Linked DNA regions of Mus musculus: regions 2 and 3 are each linked to region 1. The links are chromatin contacts, called in public Hi-C and promoter capture Hi-C maps. All regions are on one chromosome and are shown on one strand. Each heading gives the region's core, a stretch centred on a gene start, on an enhancer-like site or on the middle of the called end of the contact. The rest is flanking DNA. Distances are from core to core; before and after follow the strand shown.

Evidence for each region. Hi-C and Micro-C count contacts between places; a contact is called where the count stands out from the background. Capture Hi-C pulls out chosen DNA fragments and counts their contacts.
Region 2: a promoter capture Hi-C map of adipose tissue shows a contact between it and region 1. The contact joins two enhancer-like sites. A contact is called at or near these places in 20 of 484 Hi-C or Micro-C datasets (the 63-12 cell line, CD4 single positive thymocytes, CD8 T cells and 16 more), 21 of 115 datasets of contacts at active chromatin or transcription factors (SST interneurons, bone marrow-derived macrophages, craniofacial prominence and 14 more) and 3 of 9 other capture datasets (adipose tissue, liver and pancreatic islet).
Region 3: a contact with region 1 is called in a Hi-C map of bone marrow-derived macrophages, with 78 read pairs. The contact joins two enhancer-like sites. A contact is called at or near these places in 7 of 15 datasets of contacts at CTCF or cohesin (CD8 T cells, the G1E-ER4 cell line, the NIH/3T3 cell line and 3 more), 179 of 484 Hi-C or Micro-C datasets (2-cell-like embryonic stem cells, the AML12 cell line, the AtT-20 cell line and 91 more), 43 of 115 datasets of contacts at active chromatin or transcription factors (the 230-238 cell line, the NIH/3T3 cell line, T-cell acute lymphoblastic leukemia and 28 more) and 3 of 9 other capture datasets (adipose tissue, embryonic tail and liver).

What each region holds. Positions count from the first base shown.
Region 1 is chr11:86,892,456-86,897,012 of GRCm38.p6, reverse strand. No RefSeq gene overlaps it. Among named protein-coding and RNA genes, the nearest start is that of Gm33742, 26 kb to the right of the region's middle. Within about 2 kb of position 2,727, at least 152 of the 459 cell types and tissues checked have an H3K27ac peak or open chromatin away from gene starts, as enhancers often do. A contact at or near this core is called in SST interneurons, adipose tissue, bone marrow-derived macrophages and 4 more, where this site is marked.
Region 2 is chr11:86,970,830-86,975,549 of GRCm38.p6, reverse strand. It overlaps Ypel2 (yippee like 2), which reads left to right. Exons shown (of 5, transcript NM_001005341.3): 2 at 3,428-3,741. The coding sequence starts at 3,625. Among named protein-coding and RNA genes, the nearest start is that of Gm51915, 9.5 kb to the left of the region's middle. Within about 2 kb of position 1,784, at least 37 of the 459 cell types and tissues checked have an H3K27ac peak or open chromatin away from gene starts, as enhancers often do. A contact at or near this core is called in SST interneurons, adipose tissue, muscle stem cells and 1 more, where this site is marked.
Region 3 is chr11:87,008,529-87,012,631 of GRCm38.p6, reverse strand. No RefSeq gene overlaps it. Among named protein-coding and RNA genes, the nearest start is that of Ypel2, 17 kb to the right of the region's middle. Within about 2 kb of position 1,946, at least 73 of the 459 cell types and tissues checked have an H3K27ac peak or open chromatin away from gene starts, as enhancers often do. A contact at or near this core is called in bone marrow-derived macrophages, pancreatic cancer cells and stem cell-derived neural stem cells, where this site is marked.

The DNA.
Region 1 (4,557 bases), core at 1,478-3,977:
TCTGTGCTGAGACAGGGTCTTGCTGAGTTGCCCAGGCTAAATGAGCTTGCATTTAGCACAGGCAACTCTTGAACTTAAGATCTCCTCGACTCAGTCTCTTGAGCATCTGGGATTACAGGCTGAAGACACCAGGCCTGGTTTACTATCTTTTTGTTTGTATACATCCAGTAGGGCACCCCCCCCCGTGTGTGTGTGTGTGTGTGTGTGTGTGTGTGTGTGTGTGTGTGTGTGTGTGTATCTCTCTGTTTTATTTTTAAAGACAAGTCTCACTGTGCAGCCCATGCGCTAAACTCATAGTTGTAACAATTGCCTCAGACACGGGAGTATAAGAGTCACCACATCTGGCTTCAATGATGAATATTCTTTTCTTTCTTTCATTTTTTATTATTTAAAAAATTACCCTTCAGGTCATGATGGTGCATGACCTTTTAATGCTTTAATTAATTCCTTTAGTCCCAGCACACTGGAGACAGATGCAGGAAGATTTTTTGTGAGTTTGACGGGCCAGCCTAGTCTACATAGTGAGTTCCAGGCCAGCTAGAGCTCCACAGCCAGACCCTGTCTCAAAACCATACATTTGTTTGTGTGTGTGTGTGTGCGCATGCGAGTGTGGAGTATGTCCCTGTGGAAGTCTGAGGACAACTTGTCGAGCCAGTTCACTGGTTCACTGGCCCTGATGTCTGATGCGGTATTTCTTTTTTATTTTGTTTTGTTTTGTGTGTTTATTCTTTTCCCAATGTGGCATGTCTTAATTGCCATTTCCCACATGTTTGGTGTGTGTTCTAGAATCTGTACTCCTTGAGCTAAGAACTGTTTTAGCAAAGGAAGTGTGATGTTCTGTTATTGGTGGTCTTTTCTCCTGGGTAGACTCAGAATGGGTCACATGTATCCCAGCTTGTCCTTTAGCTAGCTATATAGGCAAGGAAGTCCCGATCCTCCTGTCTGCCTGCACCTCATAAGATCTTGTGATATCCAGTGCCCTGCCTTAGTATGAACCTTAGTATTCACTTTTTGGAGATAGATTCTTGCTTATAGCCTAGGTTTGCTTGAAAGTCTCTATGTAGCCCAGGCTGGTCCTCAAACTCCCTTCTGCCTTAGCCTCCCTAGTGCTGGGATTACAAGTGTGTACCACCATGCTGAGGCTCCAAGGAGGTCTGCTCAGCATAAAGGCTGCCTTTTTCTGAGGCATGCCTGCACCGTGTGGTTTCAAGTGTCCATTGAGGGAGAGCTGAAGCTGCTTCTGGGACTTCATAGTTTCAGAGTCGCAGACTCCGCCTGCTGGGAGTCCTGGACTTGCTTCTTTTTTTTTTTTTTTTTTTTTTTTTTTAACCAGTAAGCTTTGAATCAGGAGTTGTTTTCTAGGGAAATTTCCCTTCTGAGGCCAGAGCCTTCAAGCCAATGCTACCTTATAATAAGGCCTTTCTTTGCTTTGATCACTGACCTGTCCCCTAAATTAGTTGAAGTCTGAGAACACGGTTTTGTTACGGGGGCAGTTGTTTGAGCCTGTGTTTAAATTCTAGGAATACATTTGGTTTTACTAATGTCATTTGAGAGGACTGGTGAGTTATTTTGGGTGTGCATGGCCCGGCCCTGTAATGCTAGGCCACTCTTGATAAGAGGCACGATTGTACCAGCTAGTTCCCTAAAAAGGCTTGCATTCCATTCAGCATGGAGCGCTGAGGCTGCAGACTCCCGCTATCTGGACTATAGGCTCTCACGTTTCTCCCAAGTGGATAGGTAGCTGGAGGCAGAAAGAAAGCTTGTTTTTCTTTACCCGTGTCCCATAAGCCCACTCTACCACGTGCAAAGATTCTCCCCCTAGTTTCACACTAGAAACTAGGAAAAATCAAATTAGTCCCCCAACTCCCTACCCCAGAGACAGGCTATCATGTAGCCCAAGCTGACCTTGAATTTGCTGCATAGCCAACTATGTAGATGAGGCTGGCTTTGAACTTCTAACCTCCTACCTCCACCTCCCTAGGGATGATTCCAGACCTATGTCACCATGCCTGGCTCAAGTTAATAGTACTTTAGTTATACCAAGTAGACGTCCATTAATACTTTGAAACCAGAGGACAGACATATACTCGGCTGGCACTAGTGAAGCCATACCCACACTGGAATGGGTTCCCAGCACAGAACCAACAGGAGGGCAGGCCAATGTCTGGGCTTCGGATGGCTTGCCTTTAAGATCGAGGTGTCGTGTGGCATTCATTTAAGCTCAGCCCTTGGAGGCAGAAGCAATGAGATCCGTCATTTAAGGTCATTCCTGATCACAGAGGGAGTCTGAGGCCAGCCTGGGCTACATGAGATGCTATCTCAAAGAAACAAAAAACAAAACTAGAGAGAGGGAAAAAAACATTAAAATAAAAGTTAAAATCTAGATGTCAGGGTGAAAATATTCTATTGGGCCTAAGGTCTGCCGTAGAATCTTCTACCAGAGGAAGCAGACACCCGCGTGCCCCAGCTGGCTGCCAGACAGCACGGTGTCACGGGGAGTCTTGGCTGACTCACTTTTCGCTGGTCTCAGCCCAAATGCCTGCCCTGATATGGTTCTAGGTTATCCCTTCCTAGAAAATTCGGTGCCTCACTTTGGCCCATCCGTTGTGGAAAGACCTGGAAAGACGTGCCCTGTGCTGCCACCTAACGGCTGCTCCCAGTCAAGGCAGGGCTTCTCCCGCTGTTCTCGGCGGCACTGTACAGCCCCTCTCTGCCCATCCTACCTGCTTTGAGAGGCTCGCAAAGGGAGGAGCGCTCTTCCAGGTGCGCTCATTTCAGGGCACCAGGGCTGTGACTAAGACTGGCAAGTCGTCTTAAACTTCGCCACGTCCCGGTTGTTATTTCCTGTCTGTTCCCCCGCCGTGATTAACGGTAAAACTCTGAAGGCAGAGGGGGACCAACGTGCTTGTTTACTGAGAGAGGAAGGAAGCGGGGGGAGCTGGGAAGAAGGTACCCTAGGTTTAAGGGAAATAACAGCCTGGCAATGAGGTGGGCGGATGGAGCTGATGGGAAGGGAGGCTTGTTAGAAAAAGGAAAGAGCAGGTGCCAGTCAGATAGCTCTGCCAGCCTTTCCAGTTTTATCCTTTTAAATAATGATTTGTTTATTTGAGACAGGGTCTCACGCAGCGCAATCAAGCCTTTGTGCCTTGACTCCTCCTCCTCCTCCTCCTCCTCCTCCTCCTCCTCCTCCTCCTCCTCCTCCTCCTCCTCCTCCAAGACAGGGCCTCACTATGTAGCTCTAGAACTCCACTATGTAAACCAGGCTGGCCTGGAAGTCACAGAGATTCTCCTGCCTCGGTGCCCAGCTGCTGAGATTACAGGAATGTGCCACCATACCTGTGTGCACATCTGTTTTCAAGCAGGGAGATGAGACACAGTAGCGTTACCAGCTAGTGCTGGAGGTTAGGGGCCTCGGTAGCACATGACACCCCACCACAGTACAGGATCTTAAGTACAAATGGCTACGGAAAGGCTAGGCATACAGGATACCTGCCTGGGAACAGAAAGGATCAGGATGGAAGGAGCGGTGGATGCTGTGGTGGAGGAGGACACACGGCTCAGCTAAGGAGGCAACAGCTGCGGAGCCATGGGTGGTTATGAGTTTAACGACACCGCGCACCTGCATTACCAGATCTTTCAGTTTCTAAAGAGCTGGGAGTCTGGGTTCTTCCGTGAAGTCTCTTTCTTTTGAAGTGTTGGCAGCTAATGTAGCTTAAAAAGAAAGAAAGGAAAAAAAAAAGAGGCAGCATTCTGTGGGCCAAATAAAACATGTCAGTGAGGCATATTTAGCTCCAAGGCCGACTCCACAAACTTGGATCAAGGGCTATTTGTGTTCTGGAATCGTGACACACTAACAAGACCCTTTCAAGGCATGTGGTCTCAGGCAAGCAAATGCTAGATAACGGGGACGAATGTGTGAAGTGCCTTGGCTCAGACTTATTAGCTGGGATGGTCAGACCTAGATGTCTACAGAGAGCTACTTTGTTAATATGTCACACGCTGCTTAAAAAAAAAAAAAAAAAAAAAAAAACATTGAATGTATTCATCCACTAACCTCAGAAGCAGTTATTGGCTAGACCCAGCAATATAGACCTGTAACCCCAGCTCTTCAGGAGGCTGAGGCAGGAGGATGTCAGGTTTGAGGCCTTCCTGGGCAGCTTAGTGACACCTTGTCTCAAAATAAGAAGTAAAAAGAAGTTTGGGGACATAATTCTGTGTTAGAGAACTTGCTGACTAATGCAACCTACTTGTCTGTCTGTCTGTCTTTTTCCCTATGGGTAGCCTTGGCTGTCCTAGAACTTGCTTTGTAGACCAGGCTGGCTTCAAACTCAGAGATCCACCTGCCTCTGCCTCCTCCTGCATGCTGGGGTTAATGGTGTGAAGCCCCACACCTGGTGCTACAACCTCCTGTGGGCTGCCATTGTCTAGTTCAAGAGACTTAACACTAGCTGACTGAAGTCACTAAAATCCCCAGCGGTGGCACGAGTCTGCCCTAGCTGCCTAGGCTAGTCTGTCCAGGCTGTCTGAATATGAACTTGGTTTAAGATAATTTTCACA
Region 2 (4,720 bases), core at 535-3,034, 79 kb before region 1:
ATGCTCAACAGGTTGGACTCTTGATTCCATGCATGCCATGCCACCATTAGCAGGGACCAAAGTTCAGAAATTAAAACGTGCTGAGTTCTGTGACCCTGCATGCATAATTCCTTCCTCCTCAGGAAAATCAATGCAATTCTCTTTATTGAAAATTAAGCAATTTAAATCTCCCTTAAATGATGTGATGGCTGCTCTTGGTTGTCAACTATATCTGGGATTAAAACCCAAGTGACTAGGTATACCTGTGAGGGGTCTCTTTTTTTTTTCTTTTCTCTCTCTTCCCTTCTCTTTTCTCTCTCTTCTCTCTTCCCTTCTCTTTTCTCTCTTCTTTTGGCCAGACAGGATTTCTCTTGTGTAGCTTTGGCTATTCTGGAACTCCCTTGAACTCACAGAGATCCAGCCTGTCCCCATCCCCCTGTCTGCCACACCCTCCTCCCAAGTGTTGGGATTAAAGGCATGTGCTACCACCACCCAGCTAGGAATTTTTCTTAATTTGAAAATGGGAAGACCCGATTTAATCTGGATCCACGCCTGCTGGAAAAGCCCATAGAAAGGTGTGGCATAGGCAGAAGGTCAGCCGAGACATTTGCCTCTGAATGTCTCCTGGATTCTTGGCCCATCTGTGAGTAGATGGCCAATGTAGGGCTAGCTGGACCAGATCCTTTGAGCCCCTCCAATCCCATGTCGGCTTTGCTACTTAAGAACCCTGACTGCTACAGATGGGAGGAACGCTGGCTGGTTAGTTGATTTCCTTCCCCCTCTTCATCAGGTCTGGTATTGATCTTTGTTTTCTATTTGGCCTGTGGTTTCCCATTGGATACAGAATGCCTCTTGCCACTGCCTTGACATCCTTGCAAGGTGTTTTATTTTAGAAGGAGGAGAAGCATGCACGTGGGTGTGCAAGCGCTGAGGTCATAGGCATCGGATCCTCTGAAGCTGGGGTTGCAGGCTGCTGTGAGCCATCTGCTGTGGGTGCTTGCAGCTGCCTGTGCCAGAGCAGTGCATGCTCTTAACTGCTGCTGTCTCTGGCCTGGTCTCACTACCATTCTTGCCTTTCTTCTAGGTCTTTCCAGCTTGTCTGGACCAGTTTGAACCCAGAACTACTAATACTTTCTACCTGCTTGTCTCCCTTCCCCAAAGAAGTCCCTTTTTTAGGATGCTTGTGAAATTACTAAAGAGGAATAATTCAGGGCGTGACAGGACACACCTTTAATCCACTTGCTCAGAATTCCAAACCTTTTGAATCTCTGAGTTCAAGGCCAGCCTAATTTACCTGGCAAGTCCCAGGCCAGCCAAAGTCATGTAGGGTCCCGTCTCAAAACCAAACCCACCCATGGCCCAATTCTTTTCAGGGTTTTTCAGTACCTTGCAGCCTGGGCCATTACTTATATGGTAGCTCAGTCTTGGTGAGGCACATTACGCCGGTCTATGTGACTTACTCAGTACTTAAGATGCCACAGATCTTTATTCTGTAGACAGAGCTGTGAATTCAGTGTTTGTGAATTCAGGGCATAACCAGGAACCTCTGCTTTTTTTTAGGCTTCCTACAGAGGAGCGGTGAGAAAAGAAATAATTCTACTCCAGGGAAATGCATAATTGAGAGGCTGCCTGCGTGCTTAAGAAAACACACCGCGTGGCCTCTCTAAAGCAGAAAGGCCGCCCGAGCCATTGCTTTCCTTTCTCGAGCTGCTGTTTGTGTAAGACCTGGGTTCGGTGCTGCTCATCCTGGCCACCGGGCAGCCCCGGCTGTGGACTTAGCATCTGGCTTAGACAGCTGGTAATGGTGTTGCACACTTCTAATCCCAGCTCTAGGGAACAGAGGCAAGAAGTTCCAGGCCGGCTTGGGCTATGAAGAGAGCAAACAAACAAAACCCAGACCAAACAAAAAGAACTCCCACCGTCTAATAAAACAGCGGCATTTGGTGTGAACTTCGGCTGAATGCTGCTTCCATGTCTCTATGTCCCCTTCTGGAATTTTTGTCCTTGCTAGCAGCAGAATTGGGGTGTTGGAAATATTGAGCACGTGCCAGGAAACCCAGTGGAAGGGCAGGGAATGGTAACTTAGCCCTTTCACCTTTGAGCCTTTGCTCACTGCAGGCCAGCTTGGGATCCAAGGCATCCGCTGTGGCTGTGCCTAACTCTGAGGCACAGTGTATGGTGTCATTTCCCACCTCTGCCTCCTGCCAGCATTTCTCTGTGTAACCCAATTCCTCATCCTGAACAGGTGGGAGACTGAGCAGGGAAGACATTGTGCCCTGGCCCCTGTGGGTTTGAATCTGAATCCCTTTAGAAATTAGACAAGTCACATGAGAGATGTGTGTTACACTTGGAGCCTACTTGGCTCAAGGGTGCTGTGGAGACGTATAAGGGCTAGTAGCCACTCTTGTCTTCATTATAGTGCTAGGCAGTGGTATTATCCACTCCGAAAGGTTGAGAGCCCCAAAGGCTGGTGTGGAAAGAATGAAAGGCAGGTTGGTGGGGACAGGGTATGCAGCCTTTCATGGAAGACTTGCTTTTAGTGGATTTAGAGGAAAAAGAACATTATAATTCACAGGTTTTCTCTTAAGTCCAGATGGATCCCAGACAGTCCAGCAAGGAAGAGCTTATTTTATTTGTCTTCCTCCCCCATTTCTCTAAATAATTTAATCTTCAAAGCATGATGCAGGTGTTAATTAACACTCCCAGCTCTGCTGGGAAGGTAGGCAAGTGGGAACGCCTCCAGGGAATAGACAGGTTGCCAGAGCCTCAGGTAAGCGAAGCTTTAGAGTCATTCATTCATTCGGCTCCACCTGGAGCCTGTTCCTCTCCCCCACTCTTAGTGTCCTGTGTTTCCAGAAGAACAAGAAAGCTGGGACTACATGGCAGAATCTTCTACCTATGGGACATAATGGGGGAGACGGGGAAAACTGGGAAGAAGTTGTGAAATTCATGGTCATTATGGTTTTCTACTTACCTTTTAAAATACACAAACATCCACACTGGCCATCTTGTCTTGGCAAGGTGTTACAAAGGGAATTAGTTCTCAAACAAGCTGGCTACCCTCGTCATGTGGCTGTCATGTGGTTCAAGCCTCTCTAGGTGGTGGCTCCAAGGGCTGGTACCTTCTTGGTATCTGAAAGTAGATGAGACACAAACAAGACAGTTGTATGTGGTGGATAGGTACAGAGTCTTTTCCTGGGGGCAGTGCAGAGCCCATCTTCAGTCTGGTCTTTGACCAGGGATGGTGACGATGCCAGTTTGCTGGGTGCCTGTGTAATTCTTGCAAATACTGTGCTAATACTGAACCTCTGTCTATCTAAGCAGCCAGGCTAGAGTGGACACAGCGAGAGAGAATCTGGAACTGATGGTTTATGTGTCCAGTGTCCATTGCCCCCTCTTATAGGCAGCTTTGTTCCATCTGCTGATGGCTGTTTTCCCTTTGCTGCAGGCTGCTGAGAACCAGCTCTAGATCTCTGCTAGAGAGTCCTCCTTCTGCAGACATCACCAGTGTGTGGAGCCTGCCGCACACCCACCCCCTGACAAACCACGGCCTTTACCTGTGTCTTTCGCTGTTTCCCGTGCGACCCATCCTGTGGGAGTGCCTCGTGGGCTGCCCCGGAGTTTGCCCCACGCTCAGCAGCGCCAATGGTGAAGATGACAAGATCCAAGACTTTTCAGGCATACCTACCCTCCTGCCACAGGACCTACAGCTGCATCCACTGCCGAGCTCACTTGGCCAATCACGACGAACTCATTTCCAAGGTACCTGCCGCTGAGGAGGGCATTTCCTGTTCCGTTTGTTTACTTGGTTTAGCTTGGTAACTGAATGCTTTCTGCCTGGGAAGTGAATTCTCAGAGAGGTGAGGAAGAGAGGGCCTTGTGGAAGGTGTTATTTGGTTTTGCAGGGTCATCTGGGCCTCTGTATCTTAGTCAAGAACTTGACCACAGAGCCACACACCAACCCCCACCGGAGCAGCTTCATTAGCTGAGATGGGAGAGCTCCTAGCAAGCCCCAGGGAGAGTTGTGTAGCCATAGCTTATTATGAAACTTGTTCTTTGGGGGAGGAGCAAAAGTAGCCTATTGAAGAAGTTGAGCCCTCCCCCCCCCCCCCAGCCTGTTGGGACCTTTATACATGAAGTAACACAGCATGACATTTGACCTCGATCAAATGTGTGATCATTTGAAGAAGAGTGAGCCCCTGGTTTCCTTCCCGTCGGTGCTTTGATAGCTGCTTCTGAAGTTGAGGCTGGGGGTTACCACTAAATAAACCTAGCATCACGGTTGTGTAATACAGGAACCCAATACTTTGGGCAGCATTCTCAAGGGAGCTATCTCCCTCCTGGCCCTAGATTCCCAGGGGAGGAGAAACAGGTTTTACTGGGGCTAGATGACAAAGAGGAAAAGATCGTGAGAGAATTTGCCTCTTAATAGCATCTTTCCTGAGAAGCTAGCCTTCACACAATTAGAGGACAGACAGATACTTATACAGAGCGAGACTTAAAAATTAGCAATCTCAAACTGTTTGCAAGAACTGCTGGCAAAGGCACCCGTGCTCTCTCTTCCTTAGGTTTTGTAGTCTCAGCTCCAGATGAGTGACAGCCAAGCGTTCCTCGTTAGCAGGCTGACCTGACTGGCACATGAAGGCTGCCCAGGCAACCAAGTCTCTGGTCACAGTATCTAACCCGAGGCCCTAGAACAGACCTCTGGGTTCTCTTCCAGGGTGCTTACTAACATAAGCTT
Region 3 (4,103 bases), core at 697-3,196, 120 kb before region 1:
TTTATGAACTTTTTCCTTAGTTTTGCTTTGTTTAGGCCTTTTTTTGTGTTATTAGTCTTTTGCCAGTTTGTTTTAAATTTTGTTTTTGTAGGGAGTTTTTGTTTCTTGATTTCTGGTTCTGGCATTCTGTTATTGTGTATAGTTTTTTTGTTTTGTTTTGTTTTGTTGTTTTTCTTTTTGTTTTGAGAGAGAATATAAAACTTAAAATTGGGTGGGGAGGGGAAAACATGATCAAAATATATCCTATGAGAAATTTTTAATTAAAAAAGGAAAAGCAGTCCAGATTTGGGGGTGCACAACTATCCCCCACTCCACCCCACCCCCACCCCCTAATACTGAGTTTCACTGTGTAGCCCTGGCTGTCCTGGAACTCACTCTGTAGACCAGGCTGGCCTTGAACTCACAGAGATCTGCCTGCCTCTGCCTCCTGAGTGTTGGTATTAAAGGTGTGTGCCACCACCGCCCCACTTGGTCCACACTTTTAATCCCGGCACTCTTTGAGATCAGTCTGGTACACAGTAAGGTCTGGGCCAACCAGAGCTACAGAGTGAGCCTGTGTCCAATATAAGAGCAGCCGTGGGGGCTGGAGAGATGGCTCAGTGGTTAAGAGCACCTACTGCTTTTCCGAAGGTCCTGAGTTCAAATCCTCGCAACCACATGGTGGCTCACAACCATCTGTAATGAGATCTGACGACCTCTTCTGGTGCATCAGGGTTAGGTTAAGACAGCTACAGTGTGCTTAGATATAATAATAAATAAATCTTTAAAAAAAAAAAGAGTGGGGCTGGTGAGATGGCTCAGCAGGTAAGAGCACCCGACTGCTCTTCCAAAGGTCCTGAGTTCAAATCCCAGCAACCACATGGTGGCTCACAACCATCTGTAATGGGATCCGGTATCCTCTTCTGGTGTGTCTGAAGACAGCTGCAGTGCACTTACATATAATAAATAAATTTTAAAAAAAAGAGCAGATGGGGGTGGGGTGGGGGTGGGAGGAGGGCGAGATGAATCAGCAGGCAAAGTTTCTTGCTGTCCAGGGTGAGGACAGCAACCCATGTGGTGGAAGAGAGCTGACTCTCACAAACTGTCCCCTGACCACTGATGGCATATGATGGCAGGCATATGATGGCATGTGTGCACAGCACCCCAACACACAAAATAAAAAAGGACATTTTTTTAAAGCCAGAGTATGATCATTAATCAAGAAACTTTTAAGTTATTTATTTTTATTTTATGTGCATTAGTGTTTCACCTGCATGTGTATCTGTGTGAGCTTCTCAGATCCCCTGGAACTGTTTTACACAGCTGGGAAATGTAATCCCAGCTTGCGGGAGGCTGAGGCAGGATTGCTAAAAGTTCAAGGCTAACCTGAAATACCTAGTAAGTTTAAGACAGCCTGTGAGACCCTGTCTCCAAAGCAAAGCAAAAATAAACAAAATGTGTTTTTAAAATCCTAAATAAATAAAAGAATGTATCTCTCCACAACCTTCTTAAAAGGATTTATTTATTTTATGCATATATGAGTACACTGTAGCTGTCTTCAGACACACCAGAAGAGGACACCGGATCCCATTATAGATGGTTGTGAGCCACCATGTTGTTGCTGGGAATTGAACTCAGGACCTCTGGAAGAGCATTCAGTAGTATTAACCACTGAACCATCTCTCCAGCACCCCCCCCCCCAAAAATGAGGATCTTTGGCTCTCTCCATTATAGTTGTATTCACAGCTCTTGGCCTCAAATTTTTAAATTTCAGGGTGATCCCGAACGTTATAGGAAGCTCAGCGTGTATCTGGCCTCTACTGGTAGTGATGCTCCCAGAATGTTCTTAGATTTTGCCTGAGGCTGGTTGGGGTGAAGAGAGAACTCTTGGATTCATTAGGAATGACCAGGCCTGGAAAGCGGACACTGGGAAGCTATACCCAAGTTTAACCACAGGAGGTCTCCCTAGACCTAATTATGATTTGAGTCAGTCTTGCATTGGGTTGTGGGAACTACCGAATTGTTCTCTTTTGGTAATCTGAACACACCTGTTTTTATTTTTAAAAAATGCTGCCGGGCGTGGTGGTGCACGCCTTTAATCCCAGCACTTGGGAGGCAGAGGCAAGCGGATTTCTGAGTTCAAGGCCAGCCTGGTCTACAAAGTGAGTTCCAGGACAGCCAGGACTACACAGAAAAACCCTGCCTCAAAAAAACAAACAACAACAACAAAAGCTAAACCTGGTTGGGCCTGGTGGCACACATCTTTAATCCCAGCACTCAGGAGGCAGAGGCAGGTGGATATGTGATTTCCAGGCCAGCCAGGGCTACAGAGTGAGTTCCAGGAGAGCCAGGGTTACACAGAGAAACCTTGTCTCAAAAAAAAAAAACAAAAAACAAAAAAACAAAAACAGAAGTTACATTGATTTATTTGTGTGTGTGTGTGTGTGTGTGTAACTACAGTAGAGAAAGTTGACAAACTATAACCTGATATTTTGGCTGAGATGCCAGTAAGAAGAGAAAAACAACATTACGTAAAATCTCAGGAAATGGGAATTATTGGATTTAAAAATGTACTGATTGGTGCCTTCACTGTAACAAATGTTAATAAAACCAGGAAACTGGAGGGTGGGGTGGGGTGGCTTGTGCCTTTAATCCCAGCAGAGGCGAGTAGGTTTCTGGGAATTTGAGGTCAGCCTGGTCTACATCCTGAGTTCCAAACTAGCCAGGGCTACACAGTGAGACCCGGTTTTCAAAACAAAACAACAAAAGCCAGAAGCGCAGGTCCTCATTAGGCTGGAGACAGACGTTAATTTCCTTTCGAGAAATGAGTTTCGGCTGACGACCCTCATCCAGCTTACTTACTGGGTTATTTCTGAGGGTGATGTGTCCTGCACCCCATAACAGGCTTCACTGCGGAATATAGCTCTGCTTTTGTGGCTTCTTGCCAGTCTTTCTGTGACTTGCTCAGCGGAGTACTTGGAGGCAGGTAAGAGAGGGCTCAGCAGAGAGCAGAGAAGAGCACGGTGCCGACTCTAGATTCCTCTTCTGAAGAGAGGGTCTTGAGTTAAGCTGGGCATAGTGGCTTACGTCTATAATCCCAGTATTTGGAAAGCCAAGGTAGGAGACCACCTCAATCTTGAGGCCCTCATACTGTTGAGCTACAATGTGAGACCCTGTATCAAAACGACAACCAGACCATGGCCCAAGCAGGAGGGCTTGAGCTTCCATCCCTAGCACAGGGTAAAAGCTGAGCAATGAGTCTATAGCTTCAGCAATGTGGGCAGGGAGAAGCGAATCGCTGGATCATCGGCCAGCAGGTCTAGTTGAATCAGTGAGCTCTGGGTTCAGTGAGAGACCCTGTCTTAAAATAAAGTGGAGAAATTGGGCAGTGGTGGCGCACGCCTTTAATCCCAGCACTTGGGAGGCAGAGGCAGGCGGATTTCTGAGTTCGAGGCCAGCCTGGTTTACAGAGTGAGTTCCAGGACAGCCAGGAGAAACCCTGTCTTGAAAAACTAAAAAAAGGAGAGGAAGACATCACCTCTGGCCTCTCCACGCACGCGCGCACACACACACATACGCACACACACACATGAATGAATGTGTGCACACACAACTCAAGATCTTCAGGCTGGAGCACAGGTAGGTTAGCATACACAGCATACAGGAGGCTCTAGGTTCAATCTCTAGCACAGACCAAGGTTGAGGTGAGACAGATAGACAGACATACAGAAAGAGACAGACAGACACATAGACACGGGGACACACACGGGGACACAAACACATGCACACACACACACACACAGGAGAGAGAGAGAGAGAGAGAGAGAGAGAGAGAGAGAGAGAGAGAGAAACCAGGCCTGCAATCCCATCTACTAGAAGCTACAAAAGAATCTGAAAAAAAAAAAAAAAGGTAAAGAGATCTGATATGGTGGCAATGTGTCTAATCCCAGCACTTTGTAAGTTCGAGGCCAGCTTAGTCTATATAGTGAGTTACATGCCAGCCAGGGCTACATAGGAAGACTTTGTCTCAGAGAAGGAATTGTACTCTGTGGCACACTACTTGCCTAGCAAGACCCTAGGTTCAGCTCTCAATATGAGGGACAGGCAGAGGAGTAAAATGGATA